Linked DNA regions of Pelodiscus sinensis: region 1 is linked to region 2. The links are chromatin contacts, called in public Hi-C maps. All regions are on one chromosome and are shown on one strand. Each heading gives the region's core, a stretch centred on a gene start, on an enhancer-like site or on the middle of the called end of the contact. The rest is flanking DNA. Distances are from core to core; before and after follow the strand shown. Region 1 holds the start of NSG2 (neuronal vesicle trafficking associated 2). Region 2 holds the start of BOD1 (biorientation of chromosomes in cell division 1).

The links. A called contact is a pair of places that touch in the nucleus more often than the background predicts.
Region 1: a Hi-C map of blood shows a contact between it and region 2, with 4 times the contacts expected there. The contact joins the promoter of NSG2 here to the promoter of BOD1 in region 2. A contact is called at or near these places in 3 of 5 Hi-C or Micro-C datasets (blood, liver and an unstated tissue).

What each region holds. Positions count from the first base shown.
Region 1 is chr17:19,001,099-19,007,304 of ASM4963464v1, forward strand. It overlaps NSG2 (neuronal vesicle trafficking associated 2), which reads left to right and starts at 4,745. Exons shown (of 6, transcript XM_075900278.1): 1 at 4,745-4,777. It overlaps LOC112544047 (a long non-coding RNA gene), which reads right to left and starts at 4,663. Exons shown (of 2, transcript XR_003087364.2): 1 at 4,341-4,663; 2 at 2,633-2,773. It also overlaps a transcript of CPEB4 not described here.
Region 2 is chr17:18,734,084-18,740,512 of ASM4963464v1, forward strand. BOD1 (biorientation of chromosomes in cell division 1) reads right to left here and starts at 1,421. Exons shown (of 4, transcript XM_006139168.4): 1 at 1,067-1,421. The coding sequence starts at 1,303. LOC142818716 (a long non-coding RNA gene) reads left to right here and starts at 1,577. Exons shown (of 3, transcript XR_012896320.1): 1 at 1,577-1,677.

The DNA.
Region 1 (6,206 bases), core at 3,495-5,994, 270 kb after region 2:
CTGTTATAGTCCTACCCTTCACAGCCTCCTCTGGCAAGGAGTTCCACAGGCTGACTACATGCTGTGTGAAGAACTTTATTAGTTTTAAACCTTCTACCCATTAACTTCATTTGGTGTCCTCTAGTTCTTCTATTATGGGAACTAATAAATAACTTTTCTTTATTCATCCTCTCCACACCACTCGTGATTTTATATACCTCTATCATATCCCCCCTCAGTCTCTTCTTTTCTAAACTGAAGAGTCCCAGGCGCTTTAACCTCTCTTCATATGGGACCTGTTCCAAACCCCTAATCATTTTAGTTGCCCTTTTCTGAACCCTTTGCAAGGCCAAAATATCTTTTTGAGGTGAGGAGACTACATCTGTACACAGTATTCAAGATGTGGGCGTACCATAGTTTTATACAGAGGCAGTAAGATATTCTGGGTCTTATTTTCTATCCCTTTCTTAATAATTCCTAGCATCCTATTTGCCTTTTTGACCGCCGCTGCACACTGTGTGGAAGTTTTCAGACAACTATCCACGATAACTCCAAGATCTCTTTCCTGATTTGTCATAGCCAAATTAGCCCCCATCATACTGTACGTATAGTTGGGGTTATTTTTCCTGATGTGCATTACTTTACACTTATCCACATTAAATTTCATTTGCCATTTTGTTGCCCAATCACTCAGTTTGGTGAGAACTTTTTGGAATCCCTCAGTCTCCTTCTGTCTTGACTATCCTAAACAGTTTGGTATCATCTGCAATCTTTACCACTTCACTGCTTACCCCTTTCTTCAGGTCATGTATGAATAAGTTGAAAAGGATTGGTCCCAGGACTGACCCTTGGGGGACACCACTAGTTACCTCTCTCCGTTCTGAAAATTTACCATTTATTCCTACCCTTTGTTTCCTGTCTTTTAATCAGTTCTCAATCCAAGAAAGGACCTTCCCTCTTATCCCATGGCCATGAAATTTACACAAGAGCCTTTGGTGAGGGACCTTATCAAAGGCTTTCTGAAAATCTAAGTATACTATATCTACTGGATCCCCCTTGTCTGCATGTTTGTTAACTCCTTCAAAGAACTCTAATAGATTAGTAAGACAGGATTTCCCTTTACAGAAACCATGTTGACTTTTGTCCATTTACGTTCTTCTACATGGTTCACAATTTTATTCTTTACTATTGTTTTGACTAATTTGCCCGATACTGAAGTTAGACTTACCGGTCTATAATTGCCAGGATCGCCTCTAGAGCCCTTTTTAAATATTAGTGTCACATTGTCTACCTTCCAGTCATTAGGCACGGAAGCCAATTTAAAGGATAGGTTATAAACCACAGATAATAGTTCAGCAATTTCCCATTTGAGTTCTTTTAGAACCCTTGGATGAATGCCATTTGGTCCTGGAGATTTGTTAACATTAAGTTTTTCTATTTGTTCCAAACCTCCTCTAATGACACTTCAATCCGGGACAGTTCCTCAGATTCATCACCCGCAAAGGACGGTGCAGATTTGGGAATCTCCCCGATGTCCTCAGCCGTGAAGACTAAAGCAAAGAAATCATTTAGTTTCTCCGCAATGGCTTTATCGTCCTTGATTGCTCCTTTTATATCTCCATCGTCTAGGGGACCCACAGGTTTTTTAGCAGGCTTTCTGCTTCTAATGTACTTAAAAAACATTTTGTTATTTCTCTGAGAGTTTTTGGCTAGCTGTTACTCAAAATCTTTTTTTGCTTTTCTTATTACATTTTTACACTTAAATAGGAACATAAACATTGTCAAATCATCTCACTAAATATAAATATATCTCACTATAAATTATCATCTGATGATTTTAGAATTGCATTCTGAGATTGGAGCATTCTTGGGGGAGCTGCCCTCAAATCTAGAACTGACAGAATTTGTTTGTTAATCCACCAGGAACTTTATTAGCCCTACCTGTCATTTCTTTGACATGACTGGGAAACAGGGATGCAAAGAGTAGTTGAATAGTCAACTACCTGATAAGCCTAAGCTTATGGGGTAGTCAAGTCAACTACTCTCATTCCACCCCCCCTTGCTGCCTCTATGTCAGAGGCAGCAAGGGGTTAAAGAGCAGGAGTCTGTGCTGCTTCCCCACAGCACTGTCTCTGCAGTGCAAGGGAGAGGGGCACAAGGAAGGTGCAACAGGGAATTCAGTGCAAGCGGGGACTGAAGCAGTCCCTGCTCACGCCAGGTTCTGCGCTGTACCTCCCCCCCCCCATTCACTAATTGAGCAATCAATGGAAATTCCATCAACTACTCAATCAGCTCATCGAAATTTGACATCCTTACTGAGAAGGTATATTATTTTCAAGAGATAGTGGTTCAGATGATATTTGCACTGCATGTACATACTCTAATTTGTATTGTATCTGTAGGCCACAAGAACTGCATTTATCGGGGGAAAATAAATATTATTTCTGGCAAACTATCAGCCTGCTGCTTCTTTTTCATGCACATGTTCAAAATGCCCTTTATCTAAAATAGCCTGAAAATCCTGGTTACCTTGGGGAAGGATTCATTGTCTTTAATTATTTCATCCCCTGGTTCCCACAGCAACGCTGATGTAATTTAAATGGTGTTTTACATGGGTAAGGCTGCCATCTTGTGGAATACTTTTTACCAACACTTTCCTTTCAACCCATTGTTTATTTTGACAGTCCAGATGCTATTAAAATGGCTTTTTAAACTTAGAAATCATAGGCCTCATCCAAAATCCACTGAAGTTGATGGAATGAGTATCTTTACCCTCACTGGGCCTTGAATCAAGCTGCAAGAAAAACAAATACATTTTCAACAAAGATGCGAACTGGATGGGCCATTATATTCAACATCCAAATGACATCAAAAGCTAACTATGGGACATTTAGGCTATGTCTCCACTGGCAGGTTCTTGCGCAATATCTTGCGCAAGGATTCTTGTACAAGAACTCTTGCACAAGAACACGTTAACATGGCCATATGCTTTTGTGCAAGAGCATCCATGGCAGTGTGGACGCTCTCTTGCGCAAGAATGCTCTGATGGCCATTTTAGCCATAGGGCTTTCTTGTGCAAGAAAACCCTGCCTCAGGACCACACTGCCATCTTGCGCAAGACCTCTTGCGCAAGAGAGTTTACACTTGTTAGAAAAGAGCATAGCTCTTGCACAAGAAGTCCCTTTCTACCACGCTTTACTGTAAATCTTCTTGCGCAAGAGCGGGTGGGCAGTGTGGATGGGCCTACTCCAGCATCCAAAGCCGTGTCTGTCCACTGGAAGCCCAGGCCCAGCACTGGGGCTGGGAGCCGGTTGCAGCTGTCCCAGTGCAGGGCTGGGGGCCTAGGATGTCGCTTAGTCAGTTAACCTGTTAACTGATTAACAGGGATTTTACACCTCTAGATTATTCTGATGAATTTTAACATTCTATAAAAGCTTTATGACTAAAAAAAACCATAAAAAAACCCACCAAAAAAAACCACACCTTAGCTGATACTGTTATAAATCAAAATATATATATAAATCAGTATGTCTCCAGGTAGAGGTAATATAAGAATCAAACTTGATGTGATAATCTTTGAACAAAGTCTTAAATAATATGGAACAGACTCCACCTTGCAGAATGTGATTCCAGCAGGGTGGGCAATATTTTGGCAAGCGAGTAAATTATGACTAGATTTTCCATCAACGGCAACATCATGGCAATGATGCATGAGTGGATTTTGTTGCTGCTGCTTTGTCAAGTTTCCGTGGCAGTTTTGAAATACTGCCTGTCCTGCTTTCTTCCTTTAGTCACAGTGATTCAACAGGGACCTGTCATTACAGGCTAACAAACCACTTACGGTTAAGAAAATGGTTAACTGTCTTGTGACTCCGCAAGCCATTGCACAAAACTTGGAGTCCTGTATACGGACTGGTCAGTTGACTGTCCAGCTCCCTACCCCACCCCCTCCGGTGGCACAATACAGACCAGGTCCTACTGCCAGCTGCTGCAGTAGGCAGAGCTGAGAGATCTGGATCAGCCTAGGAGGCAGCTTCAGAGCCTCAGGCTGCTTACAGCATGGCTACCCTACCTCTGCCCCCACCCATGTGAATGGGCTCTCTCATTTGTAAAGGGCTCCCCAGGATTGCATCTTTCCCCTCTGAATGGGACACTACCCCTCCTAGTCTCACTGCTTCCCCCCCCCCCCCCCCCATCAAATCCCCAGTGGGCTCTCCCAAGCGAGTCGCTCCTTCCCCAGCCCAGTGGTGTCTCCCACCCAGGGCTGCTCTCCCAATCCCGCTAACGGTCTCGCGCGCTCCCGTCCCCGAGCCTCGTGCGAGACCGAAGCGCGCCCGCGCCTATCCCATCCCTCAGGCTACCGCGAGGATGAAGCCCCGCTCTGGCCGGGCGCGCATGCAGATCGTTTACGTGAACAGCTTCGGCAGCCACCGCTGCGGCCCCGTGATCCAATATGGCGGCAGCCCCCGTGGCCATCGGCGACGGGAAGCGGAAGCCCGTGCTTCCGGTGCCGTGGAGAGAAGTGTGCCCCCCATTTCCGGTTTGAGCCGGAGGCGGGGGTCGGGGGCCGTTGCTCCTGAGGAAGGTCGTGGAAGCTGCTGGTTCCCAGCCCCACCAGGCAACGGTCCTGAGGGAGCTGGGTCGCGTGACCAGGGACCGAGCCGGGGTGGCCAGTCAGGGGGAGCCCCCAGTCCCAGGGAGAGCGGGTCGGGGCTGCGGTACCCACCGAGCAGAGCTGGCGGCAGCGCGCAGGCCCCCGGCAGCCCTGCCCTCGCACCCGCAGCCAGTCTGCGATACGGTACGCGCCACACGGCAGCCGGGACGGGCCGAGCCTGAGGCACGGTCCCCTAGGAGCCCAGCACTGGGGTGACCGAGGCGCCGCTCCTAGTCACGTGGCGTGGGAGGGTCGTCGTCTCAGCCCGCCTGGCTCTCTGGTTGAGCCGGGAGGCAGCGCCCCCATCCCCGGCGTGGCTGGAGGCAGCGCCCTTCCACGGCCACCGAGGGACCCTGCTCCCCGAACAACAAATCTTGGGAGTTGCTCACATTCTAGTCAAGTGACTGGAAAGTGACAAATCCCACGCGGCTTTGCCTCCGACTCCCTGCACTAGTGAATGGCAGAGGCGCCCTCCAGGGTGAAGGCAGCTTTGTCCTCCCCCTGTTCAGCCTTCCACACGCCTCACCTAGCGGAAATGTCACTAGAATCCATCCCTAGCAGGTGGAGTGGTCTGTCTACAGCTCCCACATCTCTTCCTTTCTTTGAGAGACCCCCGAGGGAATAGTGCCGCTCCAGTACTAACGCTCACAGCCGTGCATGTCTGTGTTATTTTTCTTTGTGTCTAGACCCAAATGAAATGGCTTGGAAATAGGTGTCCATGTATTTGCTTGTTTACAAAAATAGCATTTTTTTTAACTTTCAGAAACTTTTCCTTGTTGTTGCTAAAAAAAAAAAAAAAAAAAAAAGCTCAGTTTTGCCACAGAAAATAAAATTGGATGAAAACTGAGAATTTGTCACAAATCTCAAGATGGGAGTCTGGGCCTTCAGGGATGTTCTGGGGAGAACAGGCAGGCTGTTTCTTAATTTCACGGAACTGTTAACCCTAGGAACTTTTATAATGTTCTTGTAAACATTATTTTTAAAAATTAAGGATGATAGAACCAGATTATCCACTATTTTGTATTGCAGAAATAAGGACAACAGTTCTACCAATTTATTATCTAGTCTGTTATTTGCTATCACTTTTATCACCATGCAAGAGCAGTTGTTAGAATTTGTGAGAGAGCTCAAATTAGGTTGATTACAAAGGTGAAGTCTTCATTGAATATATTTGTTATGGGTCTGCCAAAATGGTTTTAGCACTAATAGTGAGATACCTGACTTAAATAGTAGTTCTGATTACCATCTTTGCATTACCTCAAACAGGATTTTAGTGGATACTATCAAGAAAATTGGAACTAGAAACCAGTGCTATGCCACTTGAATGCCTAATGTCTGCACTTTCAATTGTTATAGAGTATTCTCTATCTTAAATAATTTCAGATATCAGATACTAATAATTGTAATGGAAGAAAAAATAAGATGATAATCAGAATTATTTAATATGAAGGTCTGATAGCTCAGCCTGCTGGTGCCAAAGATGAATGCTGTTTAACTTGGAAGGATGGAGACTCCCCACCAGTTTGGTATAGTCAAACTCTTTATTTTTAATTTTTCTTTTAGGTGGTCTGCA
Region 2 (6,429 bases), core at 171-2,670:
TCTGAAATGCTTTACAAGCTATGTACACATATGAATCACTTCACCCACTGATAAACTGCAAGCACCTATAAGGTGGAACAAGACAGTTATTTAGAAATGCTGCAATGGTTTATTACAGGAAGGGATGTCCACATTCTGCTGAAGTCTCAGGTAAAGCTTAGGAAGACAACAAGCTACCATACACCCCTTCAGGATGATAACAGTGGGGATTGCACCCAATTCCTGCAAAAGTACTTTCACTGACTGAAGTGCTGACTAGTGGAAGTTTTGGGTTTCATCCAAGTGCAGGAAAGCCCAGCAGCTTTTGCATCCCCTAATCTTGCACTAGTGAGAAATGACTTGGGTAATAGTGACTTTCACTGAATTATCAGTCGTGCTTTCTACCATTTCTCAGGAAGACCATGGACACAGAAATTAGATAAGCATATGCAGGGGTCAGAAAAAACACGAGTGGGAAACCTTGTACCGTATAGTAGAAAGTTAAAAAGCCCTGAAACTGAAAAGTTTATCTTCTGGGCTTCATGAAACACTTGTATATTTTAGTTAAGGTCACTCTTGGCTGCAGGTTTGAGATAGATCCAGGCTCCCCAAAAGAAAGTTGGAACCCAAGATGAAGTAGGTGACTGAAGCAGAAGCTTCAGGGTCGAGTCTGAAAAACTAGGGGATGGTTGTCAGACAACAGGCCAGAACTTGGGGGATGATGTTTGAAACAGGAAGGTGATGAGACACTCAGACCCTCGTACCCATGTCAGCCAAAGAGCCCAAGCCAAAGCTGTGGAGCTCAAGTAGCGAGACCGCACTAGAGATTTTGGGCGGGGAAAAGCCCCTATCAGCCTATTGCCCCTGTTAGCAGGGCAGTCCCAGAAGAGCCGCTGGAGCCTGAGTGAGGGGCAGCCTCTGTTCCTTGCAGGGTCAGAGAGCGCCCGGCGTCTCCGTCCCGAGCAGTGCGAACGTGCCCAGGCGAAAAGCGCGGCCCTGGTACCCCGGTCGGCCGAGAGAACCAGGCCCCGTTCCCAGGTGCCCCTGCGGGGGAGGCGCTGGTGGGGCCAGGCCCCTGCAGCGCTACCTTGGTGTCCACGTCGGCCAGGCAGTCCCGGCGGAAGCCGTCGAAGAGGCCGCGGCTCTTGAGCTGCTCCACGATGAGCGCGATGAGCTGAGCGTCCCCGGGGGGCAGCGAGGCCGGGTCGGTGGCGCCGGGCCCCGCCCCGACAGCCGCGCCCCCAGGCCCCGCTGCTCCCCCAGCTCCAGCGCCGCCGCCTCCCCCGCCCGGGGCAGCTCCGCCGGCGCCTCCGCTCTCCGACATGCCCCACGCCTGCTGCCCGGCGCAGCCAGGCCTCAGCAGCCGCCGCTCCCAGCTCACCCGGTGCCACCGGCACCGCTGCCGCCGCCGACGGCGCGCCACATTCTGCGTATGTCCGTCCCGCTGCATTATGGGAAAGGGAGTCCTTCCTCTAGGGCGCCTCTTATAGGACTTGAGCCTTTGGGCTGAGCAAAGAAACTACGATTTCCAGCGTGCACCGCGTCGCCAGCCCGGAAGGCCGTGGGGCGCTGAGCAATGCATTCTGGGAATTGTCGTTTTTATGTCTTCGAAACATGTGCGCGGGGAGTTCGTTGCCCCCTGCCTGGGCCCGCGGGGGAAAGACAGCTCCGAGCTCTGCTCCCGGAGACCCGGCTCAGGTATTTCCAGGGGCGGCCCGCTCCCCTAGCTCCCTCCCCAGGGCCCCGTGCGGCGCGCTCCCTGCGCTGGAGCAGGGCAGTGAACCTGCTAGGCTAGTGCCGCACCCGCTAGGCAGCTTTTCCTTCCTCACCTGTTGCGTGCCCGACGCAGCGTGCGGGTTTGGGGGACTCCCCTGTGCCAGGCTGACTGCTCGCAACGCCGGAAACTTTTCTAGGGGGGAGTGTAATGCGCGCATTTGGCCACCGGGGGAGGCTGTGGCTTTGGCAATCATCCTCTGTTGCACTGCAACAAAAATTGACAAGAGGCTGCAGGTTTGCGGTGCTGATCCTGCTTTACAATAGTTGGGATAAGGAATATTTTTTGTCTTCATGATCTATTGTTTCACTGATTTTAAGTGGGACATGCAGACCCTTTGATCTCTGGGTGCCTATCTAGTTTCCCTGTCAGTGTCCAACAACTCTATGAAGAAACATGTTTAACAGTCTCAGAGGGGTAGTGGTGTTAGTCTAACTTGAAAAAACTTAAAAAATGAGTGGTCCTGTAGCACCTTAGATACTAACAAAAATATATATAGTATCATGAGTTTTCATGGGCACAACCCAGTTCAGATGAGTGGAACAAGGTGCCTTGTTTTTTAAGTTTTTTTTTTTTTTGAAGAAACATGCTGATTTGTAATGTATTTTAGTACCCTCGTAAGTTACTCAAAGAGCTAATCCTCTGCCCCCCTAACAGCAATAACAGTTTATTTTCTATATGTCTCTCTAAAAGTGGAAGACTACCCCACCACTAGGCCCCATACCCGGTAATTGATACCTGGTACATCATATCCGCATACATACTGCATTTAAAATGCAGCCCTAGGGTTGCCAGATGGTTTAACCAAAACTACCAAAAAAAGGGGCGGGGGTATTTTCTGAATTTTTTTACCAGACAGGAGGCAAAAATACCGGACTGTCCAGGTCAATACCGGACACCTGGCAACCCTATGCAGCCCTAATAACCAAAACTATTTTTGTAGATTTAGTTTTAGGGGCAAATTCTGCACAGAGGACCGCTAATATAAATCCAGAATAAACTTATGACCATTAATGGTGTTACTCTGGATTTACATTAGTGAAAAGAATAGCAGAATTTGGTTCACTTTTACTTCTAGTGGCAATGAAGTTCAGTGCCAGTGGGCCATTCATTCCTGTGGCTTCTCCTCTTAGTGTGAACAAGGGCCAGCGTGGACATTTATTTACTGGGTACTGGACCAAAATAACCACCAGCATTTAACATACCTTCCTACCTACCAATGTTTTTCTGAGTCATCCTATCTTATGATGTGCTATCTTGTGGGGTGATTTGTTTATTCTGCTGCTGGCCAGCTTGTATGCAGGCTATGTAAGGAGTTGCCTACTGCCTGCCAGCACCTCTGGCTCACCAGGAGTCTGGTTCCAATTTGGCCCTGCATTAATATATTGAACATTCCCAGGCACAGTGAGTCTGACTACTAATTTGAGCAACTTTAGTTCTGCTTTACTACCAGTGCACCACGTTTGGTGATTAGCATATCTCAGTTGACATGGACATTGAACTATTTTATCTCCTGTACCTGGTCAAGACTTCTGCTACCAAAACGACTTAAAAGAAGATACTTGTGAATCAGTCCCCTTGCCCACATACACCCCAAAAGAGAACATATCTATCCAGTGTGTCTCTTTCATTTACGTACTTTCTTAAAGCCAGAATAAAATGGAATCAATTTGGGGGGAGGTAAATGGGATGGCTAGATGAATATGATTCTTACAATTATGTCCTCATCCCAAGTACACTATGGGGAGTAGCCCCATATCCATATCTTTCTGTGGGTTGTAGTAGTTGTTGAAAGGTGGGAGAGCAAAATTCTGCATGCGATGCATTGTCCTTTTCATCTGATTAAAATTCAGCAGCTCTGAAAAGCAGCATAAGCTGTCCCACGCCATCTGGCAGCTATGAGGAGGAAAAAAGCCAGCATTTATAGGCACCGAGATGTACATTGGAAAGAATATGCACTGCAGCATGTTGCATATTATACAATGCTCTGCATTACAAATAGGGGAACTGTAACATGCGAGTCCTTCCTATGCAGAAAAGCAATCCATTGAATCTGGTATCTTGTGTCTGACATTGGCTAATGCTGGGTGTTTCAGAATGAGGTATAAAATTCCCCACAAGACATTTAATCATACAAAATTAATCCACACAGGGTTTCATTTCTTCCTGACCACCACTAGCAATCAGTTTCTCACTGCCTCCAGTGATTAACTTTGAAACAGGAAGCTTGAGATCCCTTGTAATTTTGTTCTAATTCCTACAACTGCTGGCCCTATCCTTAGTCATATAAACATATCAACCTCCTTTTTAAAAGTTACCGAAGTGTTTGCCCTATCATCCTGCTGCAGTGAGTTCCACAGGCATAGGTTAAGGCTATGCCATCCTTAAAGTACCATGTTTACTCCATATGGCAATAATAAAGCATACTTTGTTTTTTAGTATCGAAAGAGTGCCTATTTCTAGCAATAAATATTGCCATACCTGAACTACATGTTCATTTGAACCATGCATATTTGGGCATGTGACTTTTAGGGATGTTAGAAATTGTTTAATTTAGTTATTGTGTAACCGCAACAATTCTTAGCGGTTATACGATTATTCATTGGCCCCCATGGGTGGGGGCAGCTGCCAGTGTGTTCCCATTCCCACTCCTGGGGAGCCCCCTGCCATCCCGCGCTGCTGCCTCTGATACAGCGGTAGCAGTGCGGGGTGGCAGGTGGGAACTGGTCTGCAAGGAGAGCCAGTTTAAAAATTGGCTCCCTGTGCAGACCGGCTCCTGCCTGCCAACCTGGGCTGCTGCTTCTGTATCAGAAGCAGCAGCATGGGGTGGCAGCAGCCCCTGTCCGCGGGGGTTCCAAGCTCCTCACGGACAGAGGCTGCTTCAGCATCTGATACAGAGGCAGTAGCGCTGGGCAGCAGACCGCTCCCATGCGTGCTCTTCGTTTGAAACTTGGACTGGCGGGCTAGGGCTGAGCCAGCATGCCAGTCTGAATTTTAAATTCAGAACATGCTGGGGGAGGGGTGTTGTTGCAGTTATCCAGGACCGTTAACCAATAAACAATAGCTTATTGGTCAAATGATTATCTGGCTAGCTGCTAACATCCCTAGTGACTTCAGTTCTGTGTTCTGTGATGTGTGTTTTTCTTTGTCTTGTTTCCTACAATCATCTTTTTACTTTGCTGCTGGAATTTATTTCAGACTATTGGATCTCAGTGCTGTATGTTGTTCAGCCAGGCTGATGCATGTAGAAATTCACCCTGCCCACCCCCAAAAGCCGCTGTGCTGTTAGAGGCACTGTTTAAATTCAGGAAAAACCCTGGGCATTTTGACTCATGATCATTTAAGGAAACCATGATGCTCTTTGCAAGGAGTGCAGGGAGTGTGATAAACAAATTTCAGTTTGGGGAACTTGCCTCCTGCCTGCCTACAGTCTCTCTGTTTTCATTTGCGTAAAATTCCCTGGCGTATGCTGCTGAGTTACTGAATGGTCATTGAACAGATCTCTGTGTGTGGGAGAAAATCTGAGTCTCTTACGCATTGGGAGTAGGCTCCAAGCACAGCTCTGTGACCTGGTGGGGCTCTACTCCAACAGAACTCTAGTGGTATCCAGGGATGTTAAGTACCATTCAATTAGCTAATCGAGTAGTCGATGGAATTTCCATTGCTACCCCCACTGCAGGTCTGCAGTTTATATGTAGTAGGAGTCAAGTATGCAGGCAGCCAGGCTTCTCCTACATTTAAACTGCAGTGCTGCAGTGGGGTTAGCTCCTGGGGGTGGCATGAGCCAGGACTGAGCCACCTGGCTCTTGCTCTGAAAAGGCAGAGCCACAGCGGGGGAACCCGGCGTGAGCCAGGACTGCTTCAGTCCTGGTTCACACTGGGTCCCTGATTGCTGCGCCTCTGCTTTTGAAATGTAGTAAGAGCTGCCTGGCAGAGGTGCCGGGTCCCCATCTGCAGCTCTGTCTTTTAAATGTAGTAAGAGCCAGGCAGCTCTTACTGCATTTAAAAAGCAGAGGCACAGCGGACAGAGACCTGGGGCCAGCCAGAACTGAAGCTGTCCCGGCTTGCTCCTGCTGAGCCTCTTCCTCCCTTTCCCCTCACGGAGATGGTGCTGGGGGAACCAAAGCTGGTTCCCCCTCCCCCCCCCCCCCAGCACTGACTCCTGCTCCCCCCACCTTGCTGCCTCTGATTTCCCAGTTCCACGTAGGGACGTGAACCAGGTTGGATATTAGGAAAAACTATTTCACTAGGAGGGTGGTGAAGCACTGGAATGGGTTACCTAGGGAAGTAGTGGAGTCTCCATCCCTAGAGGTGTTTAAGTCCCGGCTTGACAAAGCCTTGGCTGGGTTGATTTAATTGGGATTGTTCTTGCCTTGGGCAGGGGGCTGGACTTGATGGCCTTCTAAGGTCTCTTCCAGCTCTATGATTCTCTGATTAAGTGGTGGGCTAGAGCAGGCCCACGCAGGGCAAGGGGGCTGCTCCAGCCTGGCTGTGACCCCCTTGTCTACCTCTGTTTAATCAGTTAACAGGATACACATTATGTTTAACCAGTTAACTGATTAACCAGGATTTTACATCCCTAATTCCTAGGGCTTATCTTGTCCTTTGTATGTAATGTCAGGACCCCTTGAGGTGGATGGCGTTACTTACAATATCTGTAAGACAATGATGTTTGT